2 separate regions of the Felis catus genome follow, and region 2 is linked to region 1. A link is a contact called in public Hi-C data. All regions are on one chromosome and are shown on one strand. The core of a region is the stretch at or near the end of the contact, and the rest is flanking DNA. Distances in the headings are between cores, read along the strand shown.

Evidence for each region. A called contact is a pair of places that touch in the nucleus more often than the background predicts.
Region 2: a Hi-C map of skin fibroblasts shows a contact between it and region 1, with 5 times the contacts expected there. The contact joins two enhancer-like sites. A contact is called at or near these places in 2 of 3 Hi-C or Micro-C datasets (fibroblasts and skin fibroblasts).

Annotation. Positions count from the first base shown.
Region 1 is chrB1:7,684,819-7,688,593 of F.catus_Fca126_mat1.0, forward strand. No RefSeq gene overlaps it. Among named protein-coding and RNA genes, the nearest start is that of WDR17, 18 kb to the right of the region's middle. Within about 2 kb of position 1,528, at least 1 of the 10 cell types and tissues checked has an H3K27ac peak or open chromatin away from gene starts, as enhancers often do.
Region 2 is chrB1:7,934,011-7,938,312 of F.catus_Fca126_mat1.0, forward strand. SPCS3 (signal peptidase complex subunit 3) reads left to right here. Exons shown (of 5, transcript XM_023252310.2): 5 at 1-1,801. Among named protein-coding and RNA genes, the nearest start is that of SPCS3, 13 kb to the left of the region's middle. Within about 2 kb of position 2,736, at least 1 of the 10 cell types and tissues checked has an H3K27ac peak or open chromatin away from gene starts, as enhancers often do.

The DNA of each region.
Region 1 (3,775 bases), core at 278-2,777:
TTGCCCAACGTAATTTATACCCAGCTTGAGGCGACTCCAAAGGACTGCAGCCCAGCCTGGCGCTGGGGGCCCTACACCATCTTCACAGCCAGCCTGTGCCGGGCCTGCCTGGGCCTGTGAGCGACACCCCCCGTCCTTACCACTCTATTTCCAGTTTGTGGAATTAGGTAAGTGGGACGACGACTGCAGCGTGACTTCCTTTAACTGAAACTTTTCTTTGCAGGGAAACATGCACCGTGTCTGGCTGAGGGCTGTTTCTCAGAGAGCTGGCGTTATGCTTATTAAAAACTGACCATTCATTCATTCGTTCGTTCAATAAATACATACTGTGCACCTACCGGGACCTACTGGGCGTCCTCTCTGAGATGCTGCCGATACGGCAGTAAACAATATGGGCAAAGTCCCCGCCTGTTTCTAGTGGAATTGGTGGTGAGAGAGAGACAGAGAGAGAGAGGAGAGATGTTGGGTGTGGCTGACTGATCTAGAGAGGACTAATGCAGGCTAAGGAGCATAGAAAGTATCACGCAAAGAGTTGCTACTTATGAAATGGATTCAGGAAGGATTCTCTGATCACACTCCATCAGGGTTCGGAAGGAAGCAAAGGAGGAAAACACATGGAAATCAGGGACACCAGTGTGTGAGGGCTGAGGCGGATGCACAGACCAGCACTGAGAGACTCGACTTTACATGAGCTGTTTCGTTCGAGATTTCACACGAAGCGGAATCTCCCTACCAGCAACTAAGAGAACTTGCATACCAAGGGCACAGTGAATAACCTTTTTCCCCACTAGGGGACTGTATGGTTTGGGCTCACAGCCTGATATTAAGTACATTACAGAGAGCTTCCTCTGTGTGTTTAATATCAAAGGAGAAACTTTATGTAGAGCATATTCCATTCCTGATAGAAAAGGAAATCAGCAAACTTTAAAAGAGAGGGGCCCCTGGGTGGCTCAGTTGGGTGAGCTTCTGGCTCTTGCTTTGGCTTGGGCGGTGATCTCATGGTTCGTGGGATGGAGCCCCCGCATGAGGCTTGAGCTCAAGCTAACAGTGCAGAGGCTGCTTGGGATTCTCTTCCACTCATGCTCTCTCTCTCTCTCTCTCTCTCTCTCTCTCTCTCTCTCTCTCTGTCTCTCTCTCTCTCTCTCTCTGTCTCTCTCAAAATGAATAAATAAACTTAAAACAACAACAAAACCTGTAAAAAAATCCAATTCACTTGAATGATCCGCTCTCCTTTTGTTGTAGTTGAAAGCACACTCCACCAGAGGGCAGCCTAACACCAGGAGTGAATCGGTGTTCTTTAGGCAGTATCATCTTGGTGAAATTGTTACTTAAATCTTTCTTGTTTTCCAAAAGCTTAATTTAAATGCTTTGCAAACACTCTATTGTCTTTGTTACATAGCTAGATCTTGATAATAAATTCTGTTTTTAGGGTGACTGACCACCCACGTTGGCGTGGGCCAAGGGGGAGGTATGAGAACACAGGACATGGGACTTTCAGCGTCAGAACCAGGGAAGTCCAGAGAAAACTGAGAGTAGGTGCTCGTCTACTGCAGTGACTCCTAATGTTTGTGTTTAGCAAGGCCTTTCTTTTTTAATTTAGAAGTCCGGGCCACACAGAGTTCTGATTCAGAAGGTCTAGGAAGCTGCATTTTTTAACAAGGTTCTTGGTGCTTTGGCTATACGCAGACCTAGCTTTCAGAAACACCAGTTGTAAGATTTTTATTTAAATTCCCTGAAAAAGGAGGGGGGGGGCATGTGACATCAGTTTAAGAATATAAACTCACAGGAGCACCTGGGTGGCTCAGTTGGTTAAGCGCTGAACTTCGGCTCAGGTCATGATCTCACAATTCGTGGGTTTGAGCCCCGCGTCAGGTTCTGTGCTGACCGCTCAGAGCCTGGAGCCTACTTCCGGTTCTGTGTCTCCGTCTCTCTACCACTTGCACTCTGTCTCTCTCTGTCTCAAAAATAAACATTAAAGCTATTTAAAAAAAAAAAAAAGGAATATAAACTCGCAGTAATTGAGAAGAAAAATGTAATGATTTTATTTTATCCTCCCCCCCAAATTGCTTTTATTGGCAATAAAACTAGTTTTTCTTCTATTACATTGATTTATGTATAAAGATAAGTATTTTGTCCACTGATGAGAAATAAAAAAAAAGTAATTTAGAGCTTGTATTACTATCTAAATGATAATCACAACAGCGATTACTTATTGATTGCCTAATCTAGGCTAGCAGTGTGTTAAGCCCTTTCACATCCTTTTCTCAGGCCATCCTTAAAATAACCCTGTAAACTGATTACTATTTGTTACACTTTCAGATTAGGATACTGTAGCTCAAAGATGCTGAGTACGTGTCTCGCACCAAAGACGAGACAGTCGCACCCTAGAATCCAAGCATAGATCTAGGCCTAAAAACTCATTCTTTTTGCTAAATACAACCGTGCTTTCTCCGAATTTTAACCTTTTAGCATCTTTCAGTGTGTCTTCTCCGGGCATCAGTGGAGAAGTCAAAGAGACCACGTTTATCACTCACAACATGAATCTCAGAAGTACTTTTCCCTCAGAAACAATTAACACCTTAGGCTTACATTCAAGGCCCCAGGTAAAAGCAAGAATCATCTTCCTGAACCATCAATTTTAGTGAACAGTGAATATTTCGGGTAAAAATGTATTTGGGGGCACGTGCGTGGCTCAGTCGGTTAAGCCTCTGACTTTTTTTTGTATTTTTTTTTTTAATGTCTATTTATTTTTGAGAGAGACAGAGACAGAATGTGAGTGGGTTGGGGCAGAGAGAGGGGGAGGCACAGAATCCAAAGCAGGCTCCAGGCTCCGAGCTGTCAGCACAGAGCCTGATGTGGGGCTCGAACTCACGGACCATGAGATCATGACCTGAGCCGAAGTCGGACACTCAACTGACTGAGCCCCCCAGGCGCCCCAAGCCTCTGACTCTTGATTTCTGCTGAGGGCTCAGGTCAGCATCTCATGGTTGTGAATTCAAGTCCTGCCTTAGGCTCCATGCTGAGTGTGGAACCTGCTTAAGATTCTCTCTCTCCCTCTCTCTCTGCCCTTGCTGGGCTCGCACTTTCTCTCTCTCAAAATAAAATGTAAATAAATAAATAAATAAATAAATAAATAAGCGTTTTGTATTAAAAATATGGATACATTTTATGGCGTCCAATGTGACATTCTCATCAAGTTCTAATATAGTTTGAAACTTCCAAAAAATTCTGTAGTCACACAATGCTCTCATTAAAAGTTCACACTTTGCTCCCTGCTTTTTTTTTGTTTTCTTTTAGGGAAAAACTCGGAAAGCACTGATATCATTGATCCCCTGGTTTCAAGGTTTCTTTAGCTTCATAAACCACTTTATAAATGAGTGGGTTAAAGCATGTATCACTTCCAGACACATCCACCAAGACTGCCAAGGAAGTAATTTTTACACGATGTAAAATGATACAGTGGGTTTTCTTTCTGTTTATAAATAGAAAACCAGACAGGTGATACAAAGATAGCTATTTATGTTTCTGAACAGAACTACAGGGAAATAATTAGACAATAGTAATCATTTAGAGGTCTTTAAAATATATCATTTAAATCAGAGAAACGCGTCAAGCGAATGGAGAACTCCGTTTGGCTACTTGCGTCGATACTAGGTTTTTGGGTTTTTTTTAAGTTTATTTATTTATTTTAAGAGAGAGACAGTGGGAGCCGGGGAGGGGCAGAGACAGAGGGAGAGAGAGAATCCCAAGTTCAGAGTCCATTGCTCGAACCCAT
Region 2 (4,302 bases), core at 1,486-3,985, 250 kb after region 1:
CTTTATCTGTAAGACGGAGTTGGAGAGTCCTTAACTTAAACAGTGGTTCTTTTATAACCACAGGAGTCTGAAATGCGTGGTATCTGTTCAGCAGAGACTGAACAGAAAAGCCATTTAGTAATGGGACGACAGGAAGGCGACCAGAAGACTAACACACAACTGTTCCTCCTGATTTGACTTTATTTCTGTTAGATTTTATACCCAGAAAATTTAACTTTCTATAGTTTGTACAGCTACTACACGTGGAAGCGTAGTATCCGTAGGTGTCTCGGCTGAACCCCAGGGTGCATCCGTGAAGGCGGGCACCACAATAAGCCTGCGGTTCCAACCAGGTGCAGGCGCCCGTGTGGTGGTTCCCTACACCTCTGTGATGGCGCTTGTGTTAGGTTGCCGGAGATGAATGTTGAAGTTCACTTGAGTTGAAGTTTATTTGACCAGTTCGCCCGCTTCTTTGGAGTTGGGTGAGGAAGAGGAGCAGAAAGATCCCAGTAGCACAATGGTTAGGTTTTGGTTTTTACTGAACTTCGGGCAACTGCTCAGGACAAGGATGCTCCAACGTGGGAATAAGAAACCTCTGTCTCAGGAACTCATTTTTGGGTCGCATGGCTTTGTTGGTTGACTGTGATTCTTCATGAAAACAGATGGCCTTGTGTTCAGTTTGATCGGCATATCATCTACCTTAGTGTCTGTGTTTTCAAGAAGTCTTACGAAGTCCAAGGCTTCAGATTGAACAGAAACCTAAGTGTTAGAAATGTCTGAGTCCAGAGAGGATCTTGGGAAAGGAGAACGATTGCAAGAAACGTACCTAAAAGAATTCTGGTTAGAAGCCAAGTAATTTGCAGTTGGCTCACATCGTCCTTTTCTGTAGCAGGTTAGCCTGGAGAAGCTCTGTCGGTGCTTTTTTATTTCCCCAGTTGATTACATTTGGTTTCTTGATGCTTAAAGGAAAATAACAGAAAACTGACACTTCAGAAATTCCTAAGGGTGTAATGGGAAAGTGGGTGATTGTAAATTCCCTATTTTGGAATTGTTTTACAGTTCTTTGGTGGGTCTGGCCGGCTTAGTAATAGCACGAAGATGGGTCTTTAAGGTTGTATCAGACATTTCCCCCCCCAATATTCTATCTAAAGCTTCGTGATTGAAAGCTTCGGGTCTTTGAGGTATAGGTTACTGGAGGTGCTATTTTATAATGTTTTGAATTGACGTGAGATGAGTGTAGGGAGAAAAACCGTAAGCTGTGAACTTTGGTAGTAAAACAACACCTATTTGTTTCAGACACTTTGCTTTTGGTAGAGAGCCTGCCTATGTTCTGTGTGACTGCCAGTGGGTTTAAAGAGGTCTCTTTCAAAAGTTGCACGTTTTGAAGCGATTTAGGAAATTGTTTACAAATAACAGATTCGTAAGAAAAAAATTCATGAAAATACTGAAGATGTGTTTGAGGATTTTCGTAATTGCAACAAACAGCCTTTTTTTCTAATGAAGATGAATTTTGTTTACGAGTAGAAGTGTGCATTTTAAAAGACTTTCAGATACATGCTTTTTATGTCAAGCTGCTGAACTAGAAGAAAATGAAGCCAAGTTGAGTAAACTTAAGTTCTTGTTTTTTTTTCCCTTTTGTGGGGTGGGTGGTGGGGGGAGGTTATTTACATCTAAAATATCTTCTCCAGACACTGTATGCTCCTTTCCTAGACTGTAAGCTCTTTGAGGGCAGTCCTGTCGGATTTGTCTTTGTATCTTTCCCCGCGCCTAGCACAGTGCCTTGCACGGACCAGGCGCCTAATAAATACGGATGATGAATGCAGTCCTTTGTCTTTGTGGCCAAACCGCGGGGCCGCTTTGTTGCCGACACTCTCCCTGCCTGGTGAGTGCCCCCGGTGACGTGGGGTGAGTCTTGTTTCCTTGTAGACCCCGAGGCCAGGATGCTGCTGCTCCTGCTTCTGTGACCAGTGTTCTCCCAGCCCTCACTTTTGATCGGGAGCCAGCCAAGGGTAGTGAGTGAAGGAGGAGTGATCTGGAAAGTGCTTTACTCTAGTACGAGAAAACCACAACCTAGACCCGACTCAAAATCTGCAAGATGCGTGCTTAGCTCCTGAAGGAATTGCTGGGGAATGCGGGTGCCTCCGTGTCAAGGTCTGGTTTGCCGAGCCTGCACCGGTTTGGCCCCCAGCCCTCACACGTCTGGCTCATGGGGCTGCACTGAACCTGGGCATTTCCAGAAAATTCCACCTTTTATCTATCCTTTATCTACCTCAGAAGAGAGAGGAGTTTCGAAGAAAACAGCGTTTCCCAGGGAACTCAGCCAAAGCAACTCCCTCAAGGATAGAGAATCAGCTGACTTCAGTGGGGACTTGTGTTTAAAGCCTAAGCGTATGTTATTTGGGAGGACACGAGAGGTCAGGCCAGCTTTTGGCTTTGTTTTCTTCAAACCTGGGCAACCCCGCATCAGAACTTCAGTGCTTAGATCTGTGTCGTACTCGCCAGGTCATAGGTTAAAGCAAGAGTCCGGGGCTCAGTAAACCGTTGCCTGATTCCTGAGTTCTTCCTGCAGAGAGAAGAGTGAGTGCATGGCTTTGGCAGGTGTGCCCTGTTCTACCTGAAGAGACCTGGAGCTGAAAGTAGCTTCCCAGCTGGGCCTTCCCCTCCCCCGAGAGAGTAGCAACGAGGCATCCCCTTTCTGGAACGTGGGTGCTTCCCACACATCCCGCTGGTGCATCTGTTGAGGGTAGCTGGCAGGAGGCATCTGGGAGGAGAAAAGTAAGCGTGCTGATCGGCAGGGGATCCGTGAGACACAGCCTCTGCTCTTCTAAGGCCACCACTTCTGCGCCCCTCGCCCCGCTGCCTTGCAGGCTCGGAAGGGCTGTAACCTGCCTGGGAGAGGAGGGGAGTACGAATCTGAAGGGTGGGAGTTGGAGGAGCGGGGAGGAGGAGGGTTCTGAGATGCGAATCCGAAAACAAGGGCATTTGGGCGTAGAGGGCACCGCATCCCGTTAGAAGAGCCCCCCACGTTTGTTTGAGAAGTTGGGGGCCTGTCCCATTGCTGCAGCCCCTGCTGCTAAGACCCCCGCTGTTGTATTACCCTGTCTGCCGAGACCAGGCGGGCCTGAAATCCTCTGGGATCACGTTCACCTCTAAGTAATGTTTTACCAACGCTTTGATGTTGGGAGAGACTGACGGCTACCTGCTCGCTGCTCTCATCTCGGCATTCGAGAGCTCAAATACTTACTCTGCGTTAATTCAGGTCCCACTAACTGCTGTCATAGAGAAACCTCAAAATTTGAGTAGTTCATTTCCTGCCTTAAGGAAGCCAAAGTGGGAAGGAGGTGAGGGGGTCCGGCAGTTTTCCAGAAGGTGTGATTGAAGGGCCCAGGTGTGTCCCATCTCATGACAGCCATCCCGGGGTGGGGGGAGGGAGGGAGGCCCTCAGCCCTCCCAGCTGGCTGGCTGGGGTGGGGGAAACTGCAGAAATCTTGCTGCTTAATTAGCTTGGCCCAGAAGCGTCACAAAACGTTTTAGCGTTTTCTGTGTTTTTTTGTTTAAATTGTGTAGGCATTCAGAGTTTTCTGAAAGTGAGCATATTAGGTTTTAAGAGTTAGGTTTTAAAACACTTATCGGGCATTAGAATTCCCTGACAAATGTAATCTTTCTCCCTAGTACTCCCTCCTTAGAGTGATTTTTATTTTTTAAGTTTCGGTGAAGGGGTACCCAGTTTTTACTGATTTCCTTCTTCCCTGGTTGCTGCTGTTTGCATCACTCAATGCTGTTCGAATACACAAAAGATCTCTTAGTGAATGCTGTTCACAGCTCTCGCCCAACTTTGATCTCGTGTTCTCCATGCCTTTAGGACTTGGAAGAGATTCCTGGGAGTCAGACTATTAAGTGCGGGTAACTTTGAACACTTGAGAGCCCATCAAAGCTGCTGGGACTCCATGGCTTCCATACAAGGAGCCTAAGCAAACGTTTCACTGAAAGCACTCCAGCATGTAACACATCTACACACACAGCCACCATTGGCCACCTTGATCTTTCGGTTTGCCAAGCAGGCTCGCGTTGCATGAACTTCTCAGTACCTCCTGGAGCCTCTGATTGAATGTGACAAGCCTTGTGTCTACTCATTTCATCAGCTCAGGCATGTCACATGGCAAAGCCTTTGACCCAAAGTCAAAAGGGTGGAAATGTAAAATCGATCAGGAAGTAATGCAAGTCTCAAGAAGCACTTTGTAATCCTCTTAAGAGGAAGGGGGAGGGAATTCTTGGGAGTAATGACATAATTTATCACACATCCCTAAGTGACAATTTAGTTTT